Regions from separate parts of the Hordeum vulgare genome. Here regions 2 and 3 are each linked to region 1. A link is a contact called in public Hi-C data. All regions are on one chromosome and are shown on one strand. The core of a region is the stretch at or near the end of the contact, and the rest is flanking DNA. Distances in the headings are between cores, read along the strand shown.

What was found. Hi-C and Micro-C count contacts between places; a contact is called where the count stands out from the background.
Region 2: a contact with region 1 is called in a Hi-C map of seedling, with 3 times the contacts expected there. The contact joins the promoter of LOC123410652 here to the promoter of LOC123410627 in region 1. A contact is called at or near these places in 2 of 6 Hi-C or Micro-C datasets (leaf and seedling).
Region 3: a Hi-C map of leaf shows a contact between it and region 1, with 5 times the contacts expected there. The contact joins the enhancer-like site here to the promoter of LOC123410627 in region 1. A contact is called at or near these places in 2 of 6 Hi-C or Micro-C datasets (leaf and seedling).

Annotation. Positions count from the first base shown.
Region 1 is chr7H:532,946,175-532,950,958 of MorexV3_pseudomolecules_assembly, forward strand. It overlaps LOC123410627 (heavy metal-associated isoprenylated plant protein 27-like), which reads right to left and starts at 2,740. Exons shown (of 1, transcript XM_045103568.1): 1 at 1,205-2,740. The coding sequence starts at 2,464. The coding sequence ends at 1,985.
Region 2 is chr7H:532,771,750-532,776,132 of MorexV3_pseudomolecules_assembly, forward strand. LOC123410652 (serine/arginine repetitive matrix protein 2) reads left to right here and starts at 3,072. Exons shown (of 8, transcript XM_045103593.1): 1 at 3,072-3,819. The coding sequence starts at 3,223. LOC123413624 (mediator of RNA polymerase II transcription subunit 10b-like) reads left to right here. Exons shown (of 5, transcript XM_045106560.1): 5 at 1-21. The coding sequence ends at 21.
Region 3 is chr7H:533,135,099-533,139,875 of MorexV3_pseudomolecules_assembly, forward strand. No RefSeq gene overlaps it. Among protein-coding and RNA genes, the nearest start is that of LOC123410627, 190 kb to the left of the region's middle. Within about 2 kb of position 1,608, at least 1 of the 3 cell types and tissues checked has open chromatin away from gene starts, as enhancers often do. A contact at or near this core is called in leaf, where this site is marked.

The DNA of each region.
Region 1 (4,784 bases), core at 1,490-3,989:
AATCCCTTTGTTTCACCCAATCCTCTCAAATCCCCGGGGCTTTGCTTCCACTAGTACACCGAGGAGGGTTTGAAAGACATGGATATGAAGGGATTGAAGGGGAACGGAGGGGATTGGGCTAAGCAAACCCCTCCTACCAAATGGGCGCCCGAGGATCTGTGTGGTTTTTGGCCCTCCCGTGGATTTTCCTCTCAAAACCTCCCCAATCCCCCTTAACCAAACGAGGCCTAAGGGGTGGGGTGGCCGCTGACGACGGGATGGCCAGCTGGCCGTTCGACATCAATGACAACCGCCCCATGATGAATAGCCGAAGACGGTGATCTTAGGTGCACCCTTCTCCTCCCTCCTCTTTGCCAGGTTGTTCAACAGCGTGCGGATCAGAGGCAAGTTCCTCCTCGGCGTCGAGGCTATTCGTTGTTAGGTGCATCCTTAATTGACCTCAACGTTTGGAAAAAACATGTGTTGAGAATTAGGAGTGGGGTGGGGTTGCCTAATGGGTTGAATAAAATATCAATGCCAGTTTCCGACTTATCTGATACAAATACATAAGTAAGCATGACCATGTTAAATTTGAAATACAAACATCCCACATCCCATACAAAGTCGAGGTGTCAATATAACTTTTTCATTGTCTCAAAGGATACGACTAGGGAGTGACCTCTCCACACCCCCCCCCCCCCCTATGCAATCTAACTCCCACACCTCGTGTTCCTTCTTTGCCCCTTCCCGAGTATGTCGCCGGTTGTCATGAGGTCACCACTCCTCTCCCTCCATCTCTAACTCTGTTTATCCTTCCCGTCCCGCTCATCCGTCCCACACTCCTCATGCAACTCATCTCATCTCATCGGATGGAGGCTGGTGTTCGGTCCCTAAACCAGAGACTACATTTTTGAAAAATATACTTTTTAATAACTAATAAATACTCCATGCAAGTAAAATACTGTATCTGAGGAAAACACTAGTACTAACAAGAATTATTTATCCCATTGGTAATGCTTATATGTTATTTGAAACAACCAAGGTCATTAATGGTGGGTTTGCTTTGAGCTCAAGCCAACCCTACCAATTCGATTTAAGGTTTTGGTTTCCCATGTTTTGGCCAGTGTTGCAAGAAAAATTGAAGTAAAGTTGGTTAGAATACATGAGCTTGCCAAAATATTGGTAACCATCCAAGCAAAGGCCAAGATTTTGGCCATGACGAAAATAAAAATAGTATTGATTGTTTTGGTTATCATTCAAGCATACACCAAGCCAATAATTGGTTACAGATTGTTCCTTAAAAATACGCACTAAATTGGTTGTGCAGAATTGTTACATACTCCTAGATCGCTACATATGGTTCTTGTAAAGAAAGGAAATTACAATGTGTCTGCTCTATTCTGGAAGAAACTAAATCATTTATTCAATCACAAAGATCCGACCTTGCCTGGCAAGATGAGTTCTCATTTCCAGGCATTGGGCGTGATCTTTGGTGGCCTCCAGGGCTTTCTTAGAGCCTGGAGGTTAAAAATAGGTGGCACACATGGACACAGCAGCAACTGCACCTGACACTGGAGAAATGCCGCCGGACAGTACACCGAGTCATCAGGACGTCGATCGAGGATCATTCCCGGCGGCGAAAGGGCCCGGCGAAGTACAAGATCATTCCAGATCGATCAACCTTGCAGCCGAGCAGAATGGGAAGAAGACCAACGGCCAGAGCTAGCCAGGTCTGCCTCCTAGAGTTTATTGCTACGTACCTCATCAGTGGTCGAAGAGCTTGACCGGCCCCAACACCGCGACGGCGGGGCAGGCTGAAGAATCTGCGACGGGAACGACGACAGGACGGCCAGCTTGCCCAGCCTGCCGCGTGAACCAACCCGGAGAAGCCATGCAGCTCCACCGAGGAAAAAGTGTAACCCAGATATTACTACATAGCAGTTACTACAGTAGGAGTTGCCAAACGTACGGAATGGGAAGAGTTCGATCCTAGTGAGGATCGGAGCTACATGATGGCGCACGCCGCGTTGGGGTTGTCGTCGGAGAAGGCCCCGGTGTACCTAGTCTCGGTGGACGTGGCGCGCGCGAGCGGCGCGGCGTCGGGGTTGGCCATGACGTCGCGCACGTAGCCGGCGGGCGCCCTCTTGTCGTAGGCGCCGGGCGCGTAGGGGTGCGCGACGACGTCGTAGGGCACGTAGGGCCACGGCTCGACGCGCTTGCCGGTCTTGCGCTCGACGCGGCGCATCACCTTGGCGGCGTCGACGTAGCCGGTGACGGTCACCCTGTTCTCCCTGGGGACGACGTCGATGCCGGTGACGCCGTCCATCCCCTCCAGCGTCTTGCGGATCTTGCTCTCGCAGCCCTCGCAGTCGATCCGGACCTTCATCTCCACCGTCTCCAGCTGCCGCCCCTTCTGCAGGTGGCCGCGGGTCAGGGGAGCCGGCCACGCTCGGCACAGCCCCGACAGGGCTTCTAGGAAGCCCATCGACCGACCGACCGACCACTCGACCAAGCTCTGGCAATGGAGGAGCCGCGCGAGCGGAGAAGGAAGAGGGTGTACAGTGTTGTGGTGCTCCTGGGGTCCTCCATGGATGGATGGAGCGAGGGTTTATATACGGCCGAACGTGCGACCAAGACTGGATCGATGGAAGCGCGACCAGGAGCCACCTGTTCCCTAGGAGCAAGACGTGAGAGGCGATCGAGGTGCTTGGCCCGGGGTTGGGCTCAGGGGGTCACACGTACGTCGACAAGCCTGTCTCGCTGTCGCGTGACGGAGCCGCGCCCACGCTCACGTCGTCGTCGTCCCATATATTACTTCGGGACCAGAGTGGCCAGCAGCCCGGCGGAAGGCTCACAGGCTGCAGCTTTCTTCGGATCTCTGCGCCCGCCCGTTGCGTAGTGCCGACTAGCTGTCGCCGTCGCCGTCGCGAGTCCACAAAGGAGAAGAAGGACCACACGTCGGCAAACAATATTCTTCTTCTTTTCCCTTTTATGGCAATAAATATCTCCTCTTTCACGGGAGGTTTCTGGCCTACGGTTTGGCTTCCCGCCGTAAGCGCTTGACGAGTAGAATCACACGCTTAGCGCGTGGAATGACACGCTTAGCTAGCGTGTATAATGGAGACACCGTACATATTTCTCTCTTTAAGTCCCAGTCGAGTTGGAAAAGTGCACTGTTCCTTTTCTCCCTTTTGAGGGAAGAAAAACTCACTTTTCAGTGAGCTGAAGTCTACCTTAAATAACAGAAAGTAAATATGAATAAAGAGGTTGCTGGGCGTAGAACTTTGATTTTCCAATGTACAATTGATTTATTGATGGATGTGTCTAAAACCAAGAACCTAATTCATTGTGCGAAAGTGTGTGGACAAATGCCTTAGAGCAAGTACAACAGTATAGTCAGTTGCTGGCTATAAGCCATTGTCATGTCATCTATAGCCTATCTTATAGCCAACATGTACAATAGTTCATTGTAAAAGTATACTATTTTTTTATTATATGGTCCATCTTTCATATTCAGAAAGGCCTAGGAACACGTGCTAGAGCTGACACTTAGTTAAGAGCCCGCTTACCTTCTCTCCCCTCTTCTCTTTCCTCTAACTAAATAAAAATATATTAGTTTATTTCTTATAGTCAGCTAATCCAGCTTTATTGTATTTGTTCTTACAACTCGACATGTTATGCACCGCGCGATCGACGCCACAACGTTGTGCGCGCTCACGAGATGTGAGCTGATGCCAGACGGCCAGAGGCGTCAAGTGTATCGTGATGAGCTCTCTCCGTGTCATAGTCATATTCAACCACGAATACTGAGAAGTTTTCCTTCACATTGTACTTATACGTTTTTGGGTCTCTAGACGACACCTTGAGACCACATCAGTATGATGTTTCGCTAACCATACTTCTACACGCGGACGCATTCCAACATATCACACGTCGCATTTCTGAAATAGACTAGTCAGTATCCTTCTACATCACGTCAACATGGACGGACCAAAATACAGCTCAGTGGGGACCAGGCTCCCACATAAATTTGTAAATTTCTAGAGAATTAGCTCATATCCTCATAGAAAACTATTTAGGGCTCCTTTGCTTCAAAGGAGCTTCAGAGGATTTTTAGAGGGTTAGAATCCTTATGATTTTTTTCTATATTGGTAGTTTGATTCACATGATTATATTTTATAGAAAAAAATCTGGATCCACCCTTGATCACGAATATCATGTCTATCCGTATTTTCTTTGATTCCCTTCTATCACCGGCGGCGAGAGATTAGCTTGTCAACCCTCAAAAATGAATGATTTTGATTTTGGATTCAATCTTTATGATTATCGCGACTTGTTTGCCTTTGATCCTACCTTGTGTAAGTTAGTGGCATCCAAGTATGCAAGTAAAAATTCATAGATTTTTAAGCAATATTGTAAATGTAATTTCATAGAATTTTATAATAAGTCTAGCACCGCACTCAATCATTGTGGTGCCGCAAACTACTAATTACACTTTAAGCCGCAACTTTACATGGTACACCTTGATTATCATTTTTTCTCACGGTTCTAGCTAAGATGCTGAATACCTCAAAATCATGTGGCAGTACAACAAACATGTCCGTGAATTCTAACTACGTACGAATTTTTATTGATAAATAACATATGTCGTGATCTAAGAAAAGATATGCTCCCAAAATGAGTATTTTACACAGTAAAAAAGTATTTCTAATAGCACTGTTCTTTATCACAATATATGTCCTTCATGAAAATTGGAATGTGACATGTTCGTTGTCAAAGGTCTTAAGATCTATTCTCTAAACATT
Region 2 (4,383 bases), core at 1,822-4,321, 170 kb before region 1:
AAAGTGAAACCTGAGCATTGACAGAAGGACCCAAGTGCAAAGAGCAAGATCTTTCTTTATATTTGCTATAGTTTTTCTTAGGAAGGTTTTGTGAACCAACAACTAATATAACCTTGTATTCTCTGCTGCCCCCTCATAGGAGTGATCAATATTTGCTGTGAATTACCTGTATTGAAGTGAATAATTTGTGCCTATGAAACTAGCTACTCAGCTAGATTTGCATGGAATCTTATTTTGAAGGTCTCATCGGAACGAACCTAACGATGAAGACGAATCTTCAATCAAATTATTAATCTGTGAGATAAATCATTTTTAAAATTTTAAAAAACATTTAATACGATGATTTAATCATGAGGTAGAAGATTCTTGCAAGTGCATGAACCGCCACATGGGAGAGCTGTTATCCGGTGCTTCTTCTTGGATTTTTCCCTTTTCTGATATTGTGTGTGTTGTGTATAACAGGTCGTTATGTTTGTTCCAAGCACAAACAGTGCACAAAATTATAAATGAAACTGTTAATCATAGAAAATCAATTAATTATAATAATAAAAATATAAAGACCGACTTTTATTAAATTTATAGCCCGTTGCAACGCACGGGCATTTGTACTAGTATAACCTACATGTTAAGATGCTGAAGACTATGATTGGCCAAGTTGTGAATACTATTACCTCAGTATTACAACATATATCTATTAATAAAGTAAATAAGTATTTTTAGTCTGTCATGCTGTTTTATAAAAAAACCTCTAATGTTTTGACATTAAACCCGAAGTACATATCAAATGTTTTTTAAAATACTAATATCTTCTAAACCATATTTTCAAAATTAACATGCTATATATGAATTTGATTAGAAAAATATGTAAAATATGAATATGATGTTATTTTACTTATTAACAACTTAAAAAGTACTATCTAGGATGCAATCTTAATCAATAATGCATTATTTGTCTCTTTTTTGTACCGGTACTGATTCGTATTGGCAATGAACACCTCAGCAAAATCAGGACTGGGTACGAAATTAAAGATAAATTTTCTAGAAACACCCAATAAATAAGTACATGCATGACAAGAAACAAATGAAGAACCCAATAAAGATGAGATATCCGCTATAAAAAAATAAAAAATAATATGCAAAGGAGATCCGATAAAGATGAGATGTTCCGCTATTCTCCTATATATAAGAAGAATAAAAAGAGGACATGCATGAAAAAAACTAAAAAGGAGACATGCATGACAAAAAATGAAATAAAATACATATTTTATAACATATAAATAGTGATGAAACAGTGACCAATACCTATGAGATGTATGGCAAACAGTGATAAAATAGGGGCACAATTACCTGCGTCCACACGAGGCCATACAAAAATATTCTTTTCTAAACAAAAAAATCTATCTTTATGATTAGAAAATCATGCATATCTTTTTAACAACTCGTCATGCATTTAAGAAATATACACCTGAAAAAACTGTTCAAGAGGTATCCTAAGTTGGTGATGCTTAAACTAAAAACCGGCTTGGATGCATACATGTCTCCGTAGTGTGCTAATATTTAATTGTTTATTTTTGTCGTTTTTCTTTACTAGCCCGTAACGATACTCTATTTCACCCATGGCATGAATAAATGCATGATCACTTACCCATTTCTTTGCATGAATTAAATCTGCATGCAAGATGTATTGAAATAGAATACATGTGTGATCTTGAACTGCGCTTCGTAGGCTAAGACCATCTTTGTTTAAACTATAGCTACAAATTCCCTGATTATAGACTATTTTTTATAAATTAAACGCGTGTGGTATTTTTTCTCTTCCCTTGCAACGCACGAACATTTTTACTAGTACAAGACCATAGAAAAAAATATGATATGGTTTGGTTCTAGGCGGCTAAATTTCGTGTTTTGATCCTTTTTGATAGTTGATCTAGATTTGACCCTAGTTTGTAGAAAAAAATCAAATCTAACCCTTTTCTTACCGCAAGGCGTCATGGCAGTAGGGTACAACAGCCTGGCGCCAAAGTCTTCGATGGTAGGCAACTTGACCACGTCAGGCAACACATCCCTATCGCCACACGGGTGGTAGGGTGTGCAACCCTACCGCCAAGGCGTTCGATGGTAGGTGCGTGCACACCTTGCGTTTGCAACTTAGATTTTTATTTTATGGTAGAACGTATAACCCTATCGTCAGGGACCTTGTCGATAGGCTGTTATATCCTACCGTCATGGATTGTGACGGTAAGAAAATGATGGGATTTCAAATTTTTTATAAATTAGGATAAAGTCTGAATCCACTATAAAAAAAAAATCAAAAACACGAAATTTTGCCCTCCTCGAGTACCAAGAGTCGCGGTTCGTGCGTTCCAAAAGCAAAAAAGATCAGCACGAGGCGCAGGCAGGGGGACAGAAGAGCAGGAGGGCCCGAGGCGCAACTATTATCCCCACTGCACGCTGCAGCCGCCTTCGGAAAGCTGAGCGGCCCACTGATCGACGTAGAGCAAGTCGAGCTACGAGCTGTGCCCCGCAACTTCAAAATTTCCCGCTAGTTTCCCCCCCGGCTCGCCCCCACGAGCAGCCAGTTCATTCTCAGACACGGCACAGCAGTAGCAGCTGAGCTCTGCATCGCAGACGGCGTGCGTGCGTGGCTCCGTCGAACTGCGGTGGTTGGCGCTCGGCGGAGCACACGAGGGCAGGCCACGGGCGACCGACCGACGCCGACGCGTCGGCATGGCAGCAACGTCCAACGACCCACAGCCCGTCCCCCGTGCCAACGTTTCCCCCCCGGCGTAATAAATGCTTGCACGGCTGGACAATCATTTCCTTTCCTGCAGCGGCACAGCGCAGTTACGATTCATTCACGTGCCGACGAAACGGATGATCGTTTGAATCCCCCCTCAAAGCCCGGCCGGGTTTCGGTTTTCGAATTTCGAATTCGAAACCTCCCCCCGACCGCCCGACGCGCACGCCATCGCTCGGGGCCCAACGCCCGATGACAGGCGGGCCCGGGGCGCACGTTGTTGTACGGGCGCGGTGCTACCAAAGTCCAGACTCCAGAGGGGGGGAAAGGGATTTTCGTGTCGATTTCGCTCGGCGCACTCGAGGCCCGTTCGCCTCGCCATTCCCGTTCGTTATCTGGTCCGGTAGTGCTGTGCTGCCTGCTGCGACAAGCACAGGAGCTGTGGGGGTTAGCGGCGGCAGCTCGAAACCCTAGCCGCTGCGGCGATGGCGGCGGCGACGGCGAGGAGGGACGCGTTCGGGGCCGCGGCGCGCGGCCGGACGCCCGACGGCGCGGGCGGCGGGGGCAGCCTCCGCCGGTCGAGGAGCCTGAACCGGTTCCCGCCGCCGTCGCCGTCCCCGGAGGACGCGCCGACGCCCTCCTCGAGGTTCGTGACCAAGGTGCGGGGCGGGGGGCCGTCGGGCGGCTTTCCGGAGATCAGCCTCGACGACCTGGCGGACGAGTTCTTCCGGGCCAGGGTGGAGTCCGAGGACGACGACGAGGAGGTGGTGGTGCAGCGCGGGGACGACGACTCGCGCGGGCGGCTCAGGTTCCCCGCGCCCGCCGAGAAGGGCCGCGGCGCCCGGCGGAGCTCCACCGCGCGGTACGCCAGAGAGACGGCCTCGTCCAGGCAGCGCGAGCGCTCGGTGTCGCGGCCCCCGCCGGAGCGGCGGGCCGGGGCCTCCGCGGCTGAAAATGGGGCCGTCGCCGCCAGGAGGCAGAGGTATGCCTCGGTGGATCGGCGCGCCTCGATTGGCCGGCAACGGTATGCCTCGGTGGACCGCCGTGCCTCCACGGACCGGCAGCGGTGGTGTGAATCGGATGTAAGTTCCAGTAGCATTTCACGTTTGAATCTAGTACTGTATTTCTTAACCCAAAATAGCATCTCTTTTTTAGTTTTTTTTTATCCGAGTCTATTTGATGTTTGAATTTATAACAGTGTTAATTACGTACCCTAGTCTAGTTGATCAGATTGAATAGATGAGATGGAGTAAGTAGACCCCGTATCAGATGCACTAGGAATAAACACTGATGCTTGTCATGATAAGCCAGAAATGAGCAATTGGTTATGTTTTACTGTTTCTTAGTTCATGCTTTACAATTGACATTCACATGCCTTTGCACTTTTTCCTTTGGTATTTCCTGTGTTCTTGTTTAGATCTATTATGGACAATCCAAAATTAATATTAGATTGGAGGAAGTGGGGAATTATATTATACAACAGATATACGTTGCCAATTGTATGCCCATGACAATAGGATGCTTTCCATGGAAATAAGACGGTTTATTATTTGGAATTCAACAGCAGAATGTCCTACACAATGTCAATTTTTCTTGTAACAAAACAAGTGACTGGAATCACTGTGAAGTCATTTTTTTATCCTCTG
Region 3 (4,777 bases), core at 358-2,857, 190 kb after region 1:
GATTGCGCTTTAAAAAATTATTCGCGCCTTCAAATCTATTCAGGGATTTTCAAAATTCTGTTCTCAAGATTCAAAAAATGTTCGTGATTTAAAAAATTGATCGCGCTTCCAAATTCATTCAGGATTTTTTATAATTGTTCTCAAGATTCAAAAAATATCCATACTTTTAAAAATTGTTCGCGCTTTTAAATTTGTTCGGTGTTTATCAAAATTGTTCTCAGTTTAAAATTTCTGTTCTCAAGATTGGAAAAAATGTTTGTGCTTTAAATATTTTTCGTGCTTCCGAATTTTTTCACAATTTTCCAAAATTATTCTGGGTTTTAAAATTTATTCTCAAGATTCAAAAAATATTCGTGCTTTAAACATTTGTTTGAGTTTTCCTATTTGTTCTCCATTTTGAAAATATTTATGTTTTAAAAAATGATGGAAAATTCAACATTTGTTAATTTTCATAAAAAATGCAAAAAAGGGAAAAAAGGAAAAAAAAGGAACAAAAAATAAAAAAAGAAAGAAAATAAGCAGAAAAGGGAAAAAAGAAACAGAAAAAAAAGTTAAAAAAAGAACTGGGCTTGCCCAGTCAGGGGGCCTCTACCAGAGATCGGTACATCATCGGCGGCGTCATGTGAGGCGGTCCACGGCGACGGCTTTGGTACGACCGAACTTGCCCCTCAGTTAATAATCCTAGTATGTGTCACGATCATCGAACTATTCCCATTCTTATCTGATCAATCCGATCACCAGTGCCTTCCTCAGTCCTCACTCCTGACTTCGATTTTCCTCTTTGAGGATCTCACTTCGAATTCTCGACCTCTCCACGTCTATTTACAGATGAATTCACCGGCATTTAAACCCCCGAAACAATCTTTCGCAGAAATTCCACACCCCACTCTGAATTAATGTCCCTGCATCAGAAAAGATTCAGAACTTGGCGAGCAGTTACCTGACCGTCCCAAATGAAACGGCAGCCTGCATGATCCTGCGCACAGAGCACCTGCCTTGCAGGCCGTTCTGTCTCCTTGCGCGCGACCCTATTCTCAACACGGCATGCTGTACTCCAAGCCTGGGCCGCGAGGGACGAGCGAGAGAAAGGGAAATAATTCAGGTCCGGCGTGCGGCACCTTTACTGTCTTTGTTCTTGCACCGGTTTGGTTTCGACCGGCCGCAGTCAAAAGCGATCTTGGACCAATGCACATGAGGCATCCAGCTCCAGGCAGAATTGAACTAGGTTGTTCCACCTTCCATGGTAGTTGCACCTTGCACGCGGCCATTTACTCCACACCCCGTAGGCGGCAAGTTCATGCTTTCTCACCCCTTGCATAGTGCTTTGGGCATCAGGCGACTGTGGTTGCTCGTAGCTTCAGTTTCAGGCATCTGTGATTTTACCACTTTGTTAGTTCAGGGTCTGCGTAGTCAAAGAGGACCATATGAACTTATTAGGGTCAAAGCAAGCTCGCTTTGAATGCATCTCGCCCGCCCTTCCCTTCGGGCAACTGTTTTTTTTTTAGAACTTTGGGCAAAAGTTTCTGGCATCCCACCCGCTGTCCCTTTCAGAAAACGATTGTGGCTGGGACATGAGCCTCAGGATCAGCTGTGACATGTCCACATGAAAAACCCTTTGCTATTGGGCTTATTAGGGATCTAAATGTCGAAAGTTTGGACCAAGCAAATACTGCAGAAGGCCTGTGACACCGTTTGCTTGAAAAGGTGCCTGTCTTAAGTACTGCCTGTGACTGTCTATTTGATTGTAAAGTAGCCGTATCTATGTCGTAAAGTTGGCTAGTGGGTTAGTGGATGGGTTAGACGAATATTAATGCACACTCTTACGGTCTTAACCCTGCAAAGATATATTCCGGTGACATGATCTTATTTTCTGTAGTAACTAGATATTTTCTAACAGGGCTAGGAAAATTATGATTTATACGATCGACTAGAATTGTTTTGCCTTCTTCCAAACTTTCTGAAAATGCACTATCGGGTCTGTACTTCGATTCAGTCAGGGAAATTATATCCAAAAGGAAGTGCTCGAGCTTAGCTATCAGGGAAATTTTAGGACGAAAGGGACTTCCCTCTACTGATTATTTTGCTTGTTGATATCCATATATATATGTTAGTTCAAACCACATTTTCACGAGATATCTTGCACTAGCAATGCAACTAGCACTTCTGCATCCTTATCCATATATATATGTTAGTTCAAACCACTTTTCATGACCTTTTTTTAATATATTAATCTTTAATGTTTCTTAATAGAAAGTGTTAACCCAATTATATCCTACATTGTAGACTTCTACTGACCAAGTGGATACCTCCTTTACATTGATCGTGAATTCGTGATAATGATTATGAAAGCTTGCAAACTCGAAGTATCTCCGTGCAGATATTTTTGTGCAATACCTCATAATCTCCTCCTGGCATCTGTATCCTCCATGAGAAACTTATCCTGAGCATAATATGTGTGCTATTATACTATATGTAGTCCGGATTGTTTCGAGTTTCCTCAGCCATGAAGTGACCCAGACCGGATCATTCTATTCCACTTGACTTAACAATTTGAATGTAGGGATCATTATAATACACTACGTGGTGCTTCCCATTTATTTAGCAAAAAGAACCACACTTTAGGTGCAGAGTTCGGTATCTATTAGTTGACCAAAACCTGTCTTTGATACCATCCATGTCTTTTTGGTTGCGATTTTATGATTATACAAGGCACCCTAATCGCAAGATGCCTTCTAATAATATCCATAGATGGTGAGCACCACATCCTTCCAGGATGTTGTTAGTGCTAATGGTCTCCATCTTTTCCTCTTCTCCCACTAAGCACACAAAGGTTGATATATAATTGTCACCATCAGCTTGATCCAGAGCATCTTGAGACTGATCTTGCTTTGTTGGACTCTACCTTGGTCCATTGAGTTAATAATAATAGTCATCAAAAGTCCAAAACCCTTTCTGCAAAATCTTATTCCCACAAGAGAGCATCAGCAACGGGTAAAGTAAGATTTAAAGTACAGGAGTGATCGGTTTCTCTACTATGACCGAGGACCGAGAAGATTAACTAATTGTTAAAAGTAGACGGGGATAAGGGAATCTCTGTAAGTTGCCAATTATAAAATAAACCACTTCGTTGATGAGCTCGCATTGTCCGCCTTAGGCCATTCATAGAATCATAGCACATAAAGAGTAATATGTTACGTGAGCAATTGATTAGTGGTAGGAGGATGGACAAGTGAAAGATAAACTAAAGCCTATAGTCAAGGGAGTTCAATGTATGTAGATCCTGCACATTGCCTGTGGCGTGCTGGAGGGGAGGATATATGTTCTACCGCTGGACATTTTCCAATGCTTTTTTGCTCTTTTGCTGGGACCATGCTCATGAGCAATTTTTTAGGATGTGGCTGTAGATGCTCTCACATTGTATTATCTTGGACAGGGATCCAGTGACTCGCCCGTGGCTAGTCATGTCATAACTGACAAGAAGCCAGCCGTTAGATGAAGGATGGACATACCAGATCAAATCCTGTAGTGAAAGTATTGTAGGTGGCACTGTGTGCGGATCACTGTATCGAAATACTGTGGACGGCCGAACACTGTATCTCAGACACTGTCCACGCAGATCTGTCCATAAATTTTTGATCGGACCGTGTGAAGAAGGGGGCAAGTCACCGTACTGTTCACATGTCCATTTTATCCAAAATTTCTGCTTATTCCCGTCGACTTTCAGATGATGGGTGCCTTTTACTGTGTAGCCAGATAAATGTGATTGTTCTAGGGGGGCCAAGGCGACAATTTGATACAATATTATTGTGTCTCGTCGGTGCTAAACTATCAGATTTGAAATGCACCACCTCCTAACTTTGTGTTTATGCATAATATTACCTTAGTTCTTCTGAAGATTGTTGGACCATTCCCTTGCTGGAGCCATATCTTTATTCATCCGCTCGTTTTCGGGTGTACAATGTTATCAAAATGCATGCCATGTATTGCATGCTTGGTTTTGTTAAAAATATGCAACTTGTATTTCCTAAGGATCAATGGCCAATATATATACATGCATATGTGGTAAGTATGCAGGAAATCTCACTAGTAGAAAACAGGGATTTAGTCCCGGTTTCAGAGGGGCTTTAGTCCCGGTGGTTCAACAGGGACAAAACAATCGGGACTGAAGGCCCAAACCTTTAACCTGGTTGGCTTGTGAACCGGGCCCAAAGGATCTCCACGTGGTCGTTGCGGGGCACCCAGGCAGGAGGATCGTTAGTCCCGGTTGGTAACACCAATCGGGACCAAAAGGAAGCCACGCGTCAGCAACTCGCAGGCGCTGGGCTTTTTTTTGAAGGGGGGGGGGGGGGTTAGGGGTTTTGGAGGCTTTTATTAGGGGTTTCATATTGTGTTAGCTAGCTACTACATATACAGATAAGTGGTCTCTCTTTCTCCGTTCTTGGTCGACGGTAGCTACTATATATAGAGAGAACTCGACGCTAGCTAGTACGCAAATGAAGAACCATTAATTACACAACATCTTCATGAACATATATAGAGAGAAGTGACCTTTCTTTCTTCGTGCTTGGTCGAACAACTCGACGCTACTACATATAGTACACAATCATGCATATATACAATATATAACATCTCTCGCTAATATCTAACTAGCTAATATCTATCGTCCTCCAAAATCGGTAAGGAAATCCTGATGATATTCCCCGTCTAATGGTATGACATGCTCAACAAAGAATCCCGTCAATTCCTCTTGAATTTCTCGTATGCGATCAGTTGGTAG